Regions from separate parts of the Mus musculus genome. Here regions 2 and 3 are each linked to region 1. A link is a contact called in public Hi-C and promoter capture Hi-C data. All regions are on one chromosome and are shown on one strand. The core of a region is the stretch at or near the end of the contact, and the rest is flanking DNA. Distances in the headings are between cores, read along the strand shown. Region 1 holds the start of Fbxo5 (F-box protein 5). Region 2 overlaps Cnksr3 (Cnksr family member 3). Region 3 has its middle 83 kb from the start of Ipcef1.

Evidence for each region. Promoter capture Hi-C pulls out the DNA fragments that hold promoters and counts their contacts. A called contact is a pair of places that touch in the nucleus more often than the background predicts.
Region 2: a contact with region 1 is called in a promoter capture Hi-C map of liver, with 3 times the contacts expected there. The contact joins the enhancer-like site here to the promoter of Fbxo5 in region 1. A contact is called at or near these places in 3 of 39 promoter capture datasets (cranial neural crest, hippocampal neurons and liver) and 2 of 115 datasets of contacts at active chromatin or transcription factors (pancreatic cancer cells and stem cell-derived neural progenitor cells).
Region 3: a Hi-C map of bone marrow-derived macrophages shows a contact between it and region 1, with 8 read pairs. The contact joins the enhancer-like site here to the promoter of Fbxo5 in region 1. A contact is called at or near these places in 3 of 39 promoter capture datasets (the 3T3-L1 cell line and cranial neural crest), 1 of 484 Hi-C or Micro-C datasets (bone marrow-derived macrophages) and 3 of 115 datasets of contacts at active chromatin or transcription factors (acute myeloid leukemia, astrocytes and bone marrow-derived macrophages).

Annotation. Positions count from the first base shown.
Region 1 is chr10:5,803,431-5,807,634 of GRCm38.p6, reverse strand. Fbxo5 (F-box protein 5) reads left to right here and starts at 2,170. Exons shown (of 5, transcript NM_025995.2): 1 at 2,170-2,376. The coding sequence starts at 2,298.
Region 2 is chr10:7,116,816-7,121,019 of GRCm38.p6, reverse strand. It overlaps Cnksr3 (Cnksr family member 3), which reads left to right. Exons shown (of 13, transcript NM_172546.2): 13 at 434-1,958. The coding sequence ends at 732. Among named protein-coding and RNA genes, the nearest start is that of Cnksr3, 93 kb to the left of the region's middle. Within about 2 kb of position 2,424, at least 140 of the 459 cell types and tissues checked have an H3K27ac peak or open chromatin away from gene starts, as enhancers often do. A contact at or near this core is called in liver and pancreatic cancer cells, where this site is marked.
Region 3 is chr10:7,061,184-7,065,387 of GRCm38.p6, reverse strand. No RefSeq gene overlaps it. Among named protein-coding and RNA genes, the nearest start is that of Ipcef1, 83 kb to the right of the region's middle. Within about 2 kb of position 2,252, at least 66 of the 459 cell types and tissues checked have an H3K27ac peak or open chromatin away from gene starts, as enhancers often do. A contact at or near this core is called in acute myeloid leukemia and bone marrow-derived macrophages, where this site is marked.

The DNA of each region.
Region 1 (4,204 bases), core at 921-3,420:
GTATAAAGTGAAAATATTGCTAAGATATTTAAGAATGGCAAGCTAATAGTAAGCTTTTTCTTGTCATTCCTCAGCACTGTGACAGGTTCCCACTGCCTCTAAAAGCCAAATCCATTATTGTACACACCAATGGTCTGCATCTAGTGTTATTTCACATTAGGAAGTATATTTCGCATGCACAAAGATCTCCCTGGTACAGCATTTAAAATTATTTGAGACAATTTTTTTTGTTTTGTTTTGTTTTGTTTTTTGAGACAGGGTTTCTCTGTGTAACTCTCTCTGCTGGGGAACTAGGTTTTCTGGCTCCTGTGTGTGTGTGTGTGTGTGTGTGTGTGTGTGCCACCATGCCCGACCACGTAGCATTTTAATATCCATTCAGCAAGACTCCAACTAAAGTTCTTACAATCTACAAATACCACATGATCTAGCTTCTGACTTTTCCGGATGCAAACACACACACACACACACACACACACACACACACACACACACACACACCCCTGTCCCCCTTGCTTGAGCTCTAGGCACTTTTTTTAATGTAGTTCTTTGTGAGGTCAATACAGTTCAAAGTGTCAAACTTAACTGACCATTCAAGATTCTCAACCTATGTCTCTATTAACAGTTCTTTTAACACGTAGTTTAGTATCTTTCATTTACTGAAAATTTTGATTGCCAAATTCCTTCTCATTAGGATATAAACTTCCTTAAAGACAGGGCTCGTGTCTTTTCAGCCTTTTTACTTAGAGGCAAAGTTCTCAGGTACAAAACAGAAATAGCGGTCAAGATTTTGGTAAGCAACACCACCTACATCACTATTTTTTTTGCAACACTCCAAACGTGAAAATGCCAGAAAACTAGGGATAAACAAAAAGAATTTGATAAAAACTGGATCCACCCAACGTTTGTATGACTCAGTCCAATCTTGGTCCCGCTTTACACAGGAGCTGCATGGAACACTAACAGAAAGTCATATGCTCTTGCAGAAAAGCAAGAGGGAAATGGCATATCCTGTAGCTTTACTGCTCTGTAGTCTGAAAAGAAGTTAAGTGTATTGTCACCACTTAGAAATAAATTCAAGACGTGCATGCCCAGCATCATTAGTGGTGCACTATAGCTCACCATCAGACTTAATAATACTTTCACTCTCGCCTTTGATATAAAAATATCCACGCAGCCAGGGCGCTCCACCCCAAAGAGACGGGAGTCTGACTTATTTAGGGGAACAGGTCGGCTGTCGAGCCTAGCCAACGAAGGTTAAGAACACATAAAATAAAATACAAATTAACACTTTTAAGAATTCGTGGTGGTTGAAAACCCAAAAGAATGCAATGGCCAAAGCAGGGCTATACAGAGAAACCCTGTCTCGAACCGGCCCCCCCGCCCCCAACCCAAAAAAAAGAAAAAAAGAATGCAATGGCCAGATCTAAGTTAGGCCGCGCCCTCAGCCTTCGGAAGGCGCCAAGCAAAGGGACGCCGGGGTCCTGCTGCGCGCCATCCCCAGGGCAAGGGCGGTTCTCCGGTCACATGTCCCCCCCAGCTAGTCCGCCCCGCCCGGAGGGAACCGCCAGGCTCCTCGCGCGCAAGCGCCAACCCGCCAACTCCGTAGTGGCGGCCGCGCAATACGCAAGCGCAGGAGCTCCAGGCAGGGGGTGGAGCCAATTTAGGAGGGAGAGTAGAGCGCGCCTAAATCCTAGAGAGGCGGGTCCGGAGCCAGGGGAAGGGCTTGTTTTCCGGAAGGTGTGCACTCAGAGTGGCGGGTTTGCAGCTCTGCAAACTCGCTCGTAACAGACGATGGAGGAAGACTGGGGGCCCGCCTGTGTCCATCACAGACTTTCAGGCAGAAGTCGGAGCTGTCCCCAGGACATGAGGACTCTGGAGAAGCCGGTTCGCGGGATAACGGAGGGGGGGTGCGGGGAGAGGGCAGCATGGCGGGTTTGCGCAGAGGACCAGCCGCCTTCACAGGCCACGCCTACATGGGCGTGCTTGCCAGCTCCATCAGCAACTTTGGGGAGGCGAGGATCTGGGCGTGTGGGAGGAGCCCAGGCTCCAGGGCTGGCTCCGCCCCCGCGCCCTCCTATTGGGCGAGCGAGGGCGTCCTCTCATGCCGCCTGCCTATTGGCACGCTTGTGCAAACGCCGCGCCCCATTGGTCTGTTCTGATTTGGGCACCAAATTCAAAGATTTTAAAAGTACCAGCTGGCGCCTTTTAAGAGCTGCGGCTCGGCGCCTCGTCTGGCCGGCCACCTTTTTCCTGTCGTCGCCGCCACCTCCCCAGCATTGGAGCCCGAGTTTTGCGGCATGAGCCGGCGCACCTGCAGTGACCTGCGCCGGCCGTCCTCCTGTCCCTGCCGTCTTGGCGCGCGGACTACCGTGGACGGTGAGTGTGAGGCGGGCATCGTGGGAATCCTTTCTCTGTGGCGGCAGCCTCAGAAACTGGGTGCTTGCAGATCACGGTGTTCCGGGCCTCAGGCGACCTATTTGGGCCCGGGACTGGGAGGAAGGCGCGGAGCAAGGGTGGCTGGTGCAGAGTGGGACAGATGTGGTCGGCCTTGTACGGGGTCCTACTATTCCATCCCACCCCGAGACCCTGCACTGGGGACGTGCAAGGTAGTGGCTTCTGCGCGCCGCATTCCACCCCACCCCCTGCCTGGGCGCCAAATGCCCCCTCCTCTCCCCTCCTCAACTCATGCTCGAGCTGTGACAGGACTGTGGGACTCCAAGCTGGCCAGATGGCCCCATCTCTAGCCTCTACGCCCCCCATTTCACAACTCATCTATCTCACATCCATACTCAGTCTCCGTAACTTTTTGCCCTCAGAGCCCTGGCTGGAGAGCGCGGGAGATTGAGCTCCGCGCTTATCTCCCGCCTTCCCTCGTGCACCGCGCCCTCGGGGCACCTCCCACCACCGACCCCCTCAGCATTTCTAGGGGCTCCTTCTCAGCTCCCGCCAAATGTAAAGGACCCCCCAGCCCCCGCCTGCCCACTGTACCAAATGGAAAAAGTTTTTTTTTTCCTCCCCTGTTTTGCTGCTTCTCAGTAAGTCTCAAGGCCTGGAGTCAGCAGGGCCTTTTAAAAAGCGCCCTTTTTCCTCCAAAACGGTGAGTTTGCCTGTAGTGTTTAGCTGATGAAAGAATCGAGGAGGGATTGTTTAATTTTCGGGTGTTTTGAAGAATTAATGGTCACTTTTTCCAACGTTTAGGTGAGCAGAGAGAATCAATTGTTTATTTTCTTATTAATTTTTTATCTTTCTTGGCATCTCAATGAAAGATGCATCGGTTCTATCGTAGAAAATTTCCAACTGAAGGAAGAGGTAATTCATTCTCTCTCTCTCTCTCTCTATATATATATATATATCCTCAATAATCTTTCTTCATCAGAAAAGGAATTAAGTCTTGAAGAGAAGAAAGTACTAGCTTAGCAGAATGTGTCTGTAAAAGAGTACCCGAGTCTCCGTTAGAAAATAAGAAATTTAATGGTTTACGAAGGGATTCTTTTGCTCAGCTTTCCTCCTCAGGAAATGCTTGCTGCCCCCAACTCCCCTCCCCCACTGGGTTTACAGCCTTGAAGAAACCTTAAAAAATAATTAGAACATTTAAATATTTTTCAAAGTAGACTTAAAGGTTTTCTCTTGGCTTATACTTTCAATCACCTTTCCTCACCCTTGCACAAAGAAGGGATGGTGTTTGACCTTGGCCACATGGCTGGGGACTGAGACTGAAACCTAGTTAACATATGGAAGAGCTAAGACTTTAAGGCCAGCTTTCATTACAGTCTTTAATCTGGAGTGTAAAGCCTGTGTTTATAAGTTAAATGAAAGGCCAGACTTGGTGCACTTTAGCTCTCCACCTTTCCCCCATCCCGTGATTGGCTGAGGGGTGCTAATGTGAGTTCTAAAACATTGAAATATTTTTCGTTTTATCTGTAAGTTCATTTAAGGACAGCCCCCTCCCCAAAACCTAATAGAATAAGCTGGTCAGAAAGCTCCGCAGAGATTCTTTCATTTGAAGTTTTGCCTCCTCATTTGTGCTTTTGTGGAATTTATCTTGATTTTCAGTGTAAGAAATGCCAGCAAGTTTGCCTTTTTGTGATTTAACTAGATAAACAGATGCTTTTAATTAGATCATCCATTTAATCCAGTTTTGTTTTCTTCCCCATTTTGTGGGTGGGAAAACTGAGGCCAAGTTTTTGCCATTAAGTGGATATCA
Region 2 (4,204 bases), core at 1,175-3,674, 1.3 Mb before region 1:
CAAAAGGGCGAGCATAACTAACCCAGAAGAGAAAGAAGAGTTAAGACAGTACAGCACTCAAGTTGTGGGGCGGCCCTTGCTCGATGCTTCGATGCTTCGAGCCATGTTTACAGTAAGAGCGAGTGGGTATGGCCTGCAGAGGACCACCCATTGTGAGAAGTGTCTTCTAGTCAGGCCTCACTTCCCAAAGGCTCTCAGCACAGTGCAGCCACTGAGGATACACAGTCAGTACATAAGTTGGCAGTGGAGACGTGTTGGCATTTCTCATCGAACCATCATAACGCTGATGGCAAACCCCTGTGGTTCTCTTTGGAGGGCCAAGCCCTTCATAGGTCTTTGCAGGGCAGAGAGCTGGGTATGCATGTGTTTGGTGGCAGTGTGGTGTTAGATCTGGGGGTTCTTGTCCTGATAGTTTGTCTTTGCTTGAAAACAGGGGAAGATGCCCTCTGCCGGTACTTCAGCAATGAGCGGATCACACCCATCACTGAAGAAAGTGCCTCTCCTATGTACCGGTTCTCTAGACCCCTGACTGAGCGGCACCTGGTCCGAGGTGCGGACTACATCCGAGGGAGCAGGTGCTACATCAACTCCGACCTACACAGCAGTGCCACCATTCCATTCCAGGAGGAAGGTTCCAAGAAGAAATCAGCCTCCTCATCGGCCAAGGCGTCCTCTGGGGAGCCGTCGCTGCTGGTCAGCTGGCTGACTCGCCTCAAGCTGTTGACTCACTGAGGTGGCTGCTCCACCAGCTTCCTGCCTGTCTCCTGCTAGCAAGTGCCTTCTTCCTCAGTGGACAGCTTCTTTAGACTCCTTCCACAGTGCTCCGTGGCAACTTTACTTCATTCCATTTTTTTTAAGGTTGTATACTGTTGTTCCTGGAGTGTTCAAGTCAACCAGAGGGCATCAAATCCAGTGGATCTTAGGTGCCATCTGTGGAGGCAGAAGGAAGGACAGACATGGCACAGCCTGCCTAGTTCTGCCGTCCCACTGTGGGAACATGGAGACATGCTCTTTAAAGTGTGGTGTTGGTCAGACAACTTAATGTCAGGAATTGGCAAAATTGTTCACTTTTGTTTTCTTGGACAGCGGGGACTGAAATTGATGGGTTTTGTCGCATAGATAAAACCCATAGTCAGTTTGTGGTCCAACTTCTGCATCTGAAAAAGCCAAAGGAGAAAAGCCTTTGCTTTGATTTTTAAAGCTATAGAACATATTTATAAGTATGGCAGCGTCCGCCACAGAATGATGTGTGTGAGGCTCTTTGTAGCAGGGCTTTCTTTACCTACAGATCAGCTGTTACCCGCGCCCAGCCACCCCCCCACCCCCCTTTCAGTAACAGCCTCCATGTAGGTGAGCCAATACACAAATTCACGAGCACGCTTTGATGGAACTTAGCATATGCAAAGAAGTGTGTGCTTTTTGTGAATGGTGTTGCAGTTGTATATGGGAAAGGAGCTATAAGATTTGCTGACAGCCAAAGTGTATTGTTCAGGAAGCAGAAGCAACCAGAGTTAGAGTTATGAGGCATTGGTCAGTTTGCAGTGTTGATCTGTTTGATGTCTGTGTTCGAGGGGGGGGGGGGGAAACCTACAGTCCTTCCCAGGTGTACACATTTTTGCTAATTAGAAATATCTTGGAAAGCCTCATCGTCACTGATTTTCAACTAGGATCAGGTATTTTGAAAATGTGTGTCTGCATATTAACTCTTGTTTAAAACTGAATGTACAATATTTTGCTAGAGTGGAAAAAGCCCTATCTTGTTAATTTAAGTGTTTTAAATAGAGTTGTATATTTTTCTTACTCTTAGTCACACATAATTGAAATGTTTCTGTTTTGTGTCATATGTGAAACCCAAGGAAAAAGAGTATTCAACGTGGTTTCAGATTTACAAGTGACCCACTCCTGGCCGTTGGCAGTGTGGGCACTTATATTAAAGACGGAAATAAATTCTTCCAAGCATTTGGGATTTTATGAATTTGTGGTAGAGGAGCGAAAGAAACAAACGTAAATGACACTACAGAAAAGAAATGTTCCAAGGTATTCCTAGGCAGAGCTGAAGCCCAGCGTCCACATACTTCACCACTGGGATTGTCCAGTGACCTGCCTGAAGTGCAGTGCGCAGGATGACTGGAGTTAGTAAGGCCTCCCCTCCCCCCATCTTAAATGCCTCTGTGGCAGTGTTAAGGGGCACAGTAGCCACCTCTGCCAGTGTCATTGTTTTTACACTTACAACAACATATTCCCAGCAGTGTCTGGGGCACTTCAAGAAACTAATCTGTTGGCTGGGGGTGGGGGGTGGGAGGGCAGCCCCCACAAACAGGATTGAAGAGGCTTCTGTGGTGATTCATTCAGTATATAGCGCATGCCTGTGAGCAGAGTACAGGAAAGGGCAAGGAAGGAGCTGTGTTCCAGGAGCGTTGGCCCCTGCCAGTTTCCTGTTGACCTGGGCTCTGTGCCCAGACACGATGCTTGCTTTGACTCTCTGGTCTGGAAGATGGTTACAGTCCCATTGCTTAATGGTGTGCAGAGCTTCGGACAGCATGGTTAGTGTGATGGGCACTTTTCTCTGCAGATGTCTCTTCTAAATTGAAGGAGCGTCCTAAGAATGGATTCTCAGAACTCAGACTTAACTCTTGTCTGCAGCGCTCAACTCAAATTATTACACCAGATGGTGCCTCCCTCCCACACTCTTCCTGGAAGCTCTGGGGGAAGTCCAGGGAAAGTTCTGGCTTCCTCTACAGCCTCCACAATGTCTCTTTTCTTTGTATTTTCGTCTGAGGTTTTTACCTGAATTATGTTTAAAAACTCTATCGCTGCTAAAGGATTTTGTAAAACTCTGCTTTTGAAATATATAGCAACAGCTAATAGTAGTTCCTCAAAATGGGGAGATATCTTGGTATATAAAGAGCTTGCTGAACAAGGAAAGCGCCAGAGTTTGGATCCCTCCGATCCCTGCAGGTGTGGTAACTCTACACCTCCTGCACTCCCAGGCTGTCAAGATGAGGGATCCCAGGAGCAGGCTGGTCGGCTAGACTGGCTGGAGTCTGCAAGTTCTGGGTCAGTGAAAGATCAGCTTTCAGTATGTACGATGGAAGGGCAGCCAAGGAAGGAACTCGGTGTCTGTGCGCACAGGTCTGCACATGCATGTGTGCGCACAGGAACTTCCTGGTGACTTCCTAGTCCTGTCCAACCTGACCCTACCCCATCACCCCCCATACACACTTTTGTTGTTGTTGTTGTTGTTTGTTTTTTGAGACATGGTTTCTCTATATAGCTCTGGCTGTTCTGGAACTCATTCTGTAGACCAGGCTGGTCTTGAACTCAGAAATCCGCCTGCCTCTGCCTCCCAAGTGCTGGGATTAAAGGTGTGCGCCACCACTGCCTGGCTTCATCCCCCCCCCCCTCCCCTTTAAAGAAATGTTTTTCACTTAAACATTTTTAAATTCTATTTTATTTTGTGTTACTTTAAACATCTTAAAGATTTATATGTTTAATTATGTTCTCCTTCCCCAAGTCCTTCTAGATCTTCTACCCACTCCCTACCTACCCAACTTTAAGTTCTTTCTCAAGGAACAACAACAACAAAAATACAAAAACAAAAGCTCCAAACAAAAAAAACAAAAACACAATCATAAACCAAAAAAAGAAAATCAATAACAAATGAACCCAACCCACCACACTGTAGTCAAATAAAAGTGTCCACACACACACACCAAAACCTGTAGAGTCCACTGTATGTTTGCCAACTACTCCTGAACATGAAGCCTGTCCAAGTGTCACTCTTGGAGAAAACTGATTGTCCCTGTCCCAGCAGGTAAGAATGACAGTGGCTAGGTTTTCCATTCATTCATTCATTCATTCATTCATTCTTTTTTTTTTTTTAACAAAATATGATTTAAGTTAAAAACTATCACATCAAATTTGGACAAGGCAAAGCAGCAGAAGGAAAAGAGCCCAGAGAAGGTACAAGAATCAGAGACCCACTCACACTCAGGAATCCCATAAAAACACTAAGCTGGAAGTCATTATGTATTTGCAGAGGATCACTGCAGACCCCTCCAGGCCCTGTGGGTTTGTATGAGCTTTGCTCACATTGATTTAGACTTAGAGGATCTTGTTTTGCTTAAAGTCCTCCTTGTTTTATAACATCACGACAATCACCAAATGCAATCATGGATGATAGTAGATGCACACATAAAAGCAT
Region 3 (4,204 bases), core at 1,003-3,502, 1.3 Mb before region 1:
GAAACTGAACTCTGCCAACAATCCCATGAGCCATCTTGTTAGAAGTCACTTTTACCGTGAAGCCTTGAGATAGCTGCTCCTCCTGACATCCCAATTGAAGCCTGGTTAAACATCTTTAGCTAGAGAACCTGGAGAAACTGGACTTAGATTCCTCATCACAGATACCACAATTTACTTGATATTTGTTGGAAGAAGCTGTTGAGTTTTACAAGTGATCTATTAAGCCGTGAAGGATACGTGCTAGCTTGGATATGGATATGGTTTGTGGATATTATTCAAAATGTTCATAGGCTACAGGCTTTGTCCCTATCACAGTGGTACAGAGAAATCATTATGAGGGTGGTATGGAAACCAGAGGGTAACAACGGGTGTCTTTCTCTATCATTATCCACTTTATTATTGTTTTTGAGACATAGTTTCTTATTGGACCTGGTACTTATCAATAGTTAGATTGTTTATCCAGGAGTCTACTTGTCTCCACGCTTCTCCGCACTGCTTGGGTGTTGCTGTGCTTGGCTTTCTACATGGCTGTTGAAGACACAAACTCCAGTCCTCATGCTTGCATGATGGATACTTCAGTGACAGAGCTGTTTCCCCAGCCCAAAACTCGATGCTTAGAAAGAACTTTTAGCAAGTTCACCTGTATTTTCCTCTTTAGTACATCAAATTGTTGGGAGAGAGGACATAGAGATATAGAAAGCTTTGAATCTAAAGATGATCAGATCCGATGTCTGAACCTAGCCTGGGGTCAGATCCACCTGAAGCTGGAGTTACAGGTGATTGTGTGTCTATCCTCTGGAAGAGCTTAACTGCTGAGCCATTCTCCAGCCCTTAGCCAACACGGCAAGAGAAGCTTTGCCCATACTGACACGCTCGTGCCCATGAATCACTTCTCAACCAGGAAAGGTAAGCCAGGGAGGGCTTCATCCACGTGTACTGGGAAGGAACACACTGGGGAGTCTTCTGTGATAAACGAAGTCAGACAGATGGGCCATGACTGCTTTGAAATGCTATGTCCTGGAGGGCTCAAGAAGAGCAAGAAAGAAGATGAACAGAATTGAGGAAGTAGAGATGACACTTCCCCTTCTTTTGAAATCGCTTTCTTCTCTAGTTAGCCTCTAATAGTAGTCTTGTGTGGGCTGAGCCTCCAGATCCGCGGATGCTTGGAGTGGCATCTTCAGACTTGGCCTTAGATTAGCATGGGCTTTGTGAGGTCAGGGATCCAGAAACAGCTCTTGGATGGGCTCTCTTTCTATTGCATGTAAGTAAAGCCACACTTTGATGTCGAAGCAATTGCTGGGTGATATGAAGGTACTCTGTGTCTTTAGAACAGCCAGGTCTGTAATAGGGCTCTTGGGATGTGAAGTTGGCTCAGCTTTTCTGAAGCAGAAGGCTCTGAGGCACCATGCCGCAGGCCTGTGATTCCACCAGAGCTGTGAAGTTGAGAGTTGAACATCTGCTGTGTGTTCTCGTCTTGTTACCTGAGGGCTGCATTGAGAGCTGCTTTGGGCTGCAGCCCGTGGTTTGATTTAGAAGTGCTTACTTCAGTGTTTGAGTCCTGAAGGTTTCATTTGGGGGAGAAATCCTGAGGGGGAATCCTTCCCTCTCCCCCACAATAGAGAAGGTGTGTTCTTTGTGGAGAATTCCCCTTTTGTGTGCAGGCAGCTGGAGGTCACCGGCTAGACAGAACATCTCTGGTTTGACAGCAAGGGCTGGGTGTTGTTGATGTAGGGGCTTTCACGGAAGGCAAGCGAAGTGCTAAGATTTCCTTTATGTAAAAACATTAGAATTACATTATAAGAGGCAGATTTATAAGGCATCTTTGACTGCGTTAGTAGACTTTATTAGACTTCAGGGGCCCACATATTCCCAGTGCAGTGCTGGGCATGGTACAGTAATAGATAGAACCTGGCTCCTATGCGCTGACTTGTGCTACATGGGAAGTAGGGGCAGAATGGTTTTTCTTTTTGGCTCATATCATACAAGTGGGGAGGTAACATCCGGTGTGCATATTGTTTAATCTACCCTTTATTGCTTTTATCTACTATACTTATATGTCAGGTGCGTTTTCTCGAGAAGGCCATGTGTGACCATTTCAAGCAAATTGCATTGAGCCAATGCATATTGCTAGAACATGGAAATAGGAAGTTCTTTCCTGCGGTAACTTGCTGTGGCAACAAGAGATAAGAAATTACTTCATGGCTATTGCTTGAGACTTTCCTTTTGACTTGTGTAGCCTTCTTGAGCAGATCACTTCTGCTTTCTGTCCGGCTTGGAGGCTGGGCAGTGTGAACTAGCAGCTGAAGCACAGGCTGACAAGTTGTTAGTGGGTATGACATTTAAATAATGGGCGTTTATGTGTGAAGACGATTCTGAAAAGTAAGGTTTGCAAACTGGGGGATGGCTATACTTTTAGGGTTAAGAAGAGTGACTTCCACAACATATGCCCTTAGTGATATTTATTGGATGAATAAATGATTATTAAAGTTGTTCATAAAGGTCATGCAAAGGTGTTGTACTACTTGGTTTTGTGTAAGCTGAATAAACCATTTCCTCCCCAAATTGCTTCTTGGTCATGATGTGTTGTGCAGGAATACAAACCCTGACTAAGACAAGTATTCATTGTTTCTGTTACCCAGGCAACTGAGAAAGCAACATTTAGAGAGGGTTAGGTTGAAGCAGTGGAGGATCTGAGAGTGTGAGGAGAAGAAAGAATGTATAGAGAAATGAATATAAAAATGTCAGAAAAGTGGGAGTGATATTATGGTGGTGGAAATGGCAGAGGGGAAGGAACACTGCAGACAGTGGAGGTGACAGAAGAGGGGAAGGAGATGGTGGAGAGGTGGAGTGAAAATGATGATGATTGTCAGTGTACTTCTTGGGGTACATTATTGGTGTCTATTGTCTACCACCCTTCCAACCTTTATTCCATCCAACTTCCTTTCAACCCAACACTAGGTAGGAGACAAAGAAGGTTAGAGGGGAAAGGGAACCTAGACCTCTTTAGACTACTTCCTGCTGACTAGGGCTGTCAGGTTCCTTGGGCCAAATCCAATCTCCATCCAGCAATCTAACAAAACAGAAAACCAGTAATCCAACAAGAGCAAATGGAGCAGGAACAGGAGCCAGAAGCAGTGGGGGCAGCAGCTGCCATAAACCCTCTCAGGCTATCAAATTTATACACTCTCAAGAATCTCCAGAATTCCAAACACAAACTGTCTGTAGTTGGCAAAAATCATGTCCTTCCTAGAGCACAAGGCAATCATAGTCAGCAGATGTGGATGCTCTGAAGCAGCCCTGTATCCCACACCTGGGATTAAAACAAAAATATATTCATGTAGTATAGCTGCATTTTAAAAGAAACCCAAATTTTTACTACAGGTGATAGTAGAGAGGGTTTCTGGATGGATGATGTGACATCCTAGACACCAAGGATTACACCTAGACAATTATTACATAGACTACACACGTACAGGTAATAGCAGTGATACTAGGGATGGTGGGGATGAGTGGAAGGTAACGGATGGTAGTAGAGATGGAGGAGATGATAGCAGAGTAACAGAGCAGGTGGAAAAGGGAGAAGTGACAGAGATTTTTGTAGTAGAAGTGATGGAAGGTAGACAGTAGACGTAATGGAGTGATATAGAGATCTTAGGGTATCAGTGACAGAGGAGGTCGCTGGTAATAGTGGTGGTGGTAGATATGATAGTGGTGGTAGTGGTGGTATCAGTGGAAACTGTGGGCAAGTTGTTGGAAGTGACAGTGATGAAGGCGATGATGTCATGATACAGCCACGGAGACATAGTTTGGAGGAAGGGATATCTGCTCATAATTTGTGTCTACCACCATCTCTATGAACCATGGACTGCTGATGTTTTTTAGTTGTGTTAGAATCAGGAAAGGGATGACAGAGTGCCTATCCGTGCCATGGGCTTCTCCAAACAGCAGGCCGTTGGGTATTTTCTTCAGTTTTCAAGCCACCATACCCATACCTAGAAAGTTAGCCACCTTCCCTCCTTTATGCTTTCTCCTGTTTTCTAAGTTTCCTAAGATGGGGTTGTGTCTTTTAAAGAGTCATTGCTGTGGTCTGAATGTATGTTTGTGAAGCCTTTATCGATACTCAGTCCCCATATGGGACCTCTTGTGACAAAGGTGGGATCTAGAGTTGAGGGACAAACCGTTGTTCCTTTCCCCCATTCAAGGA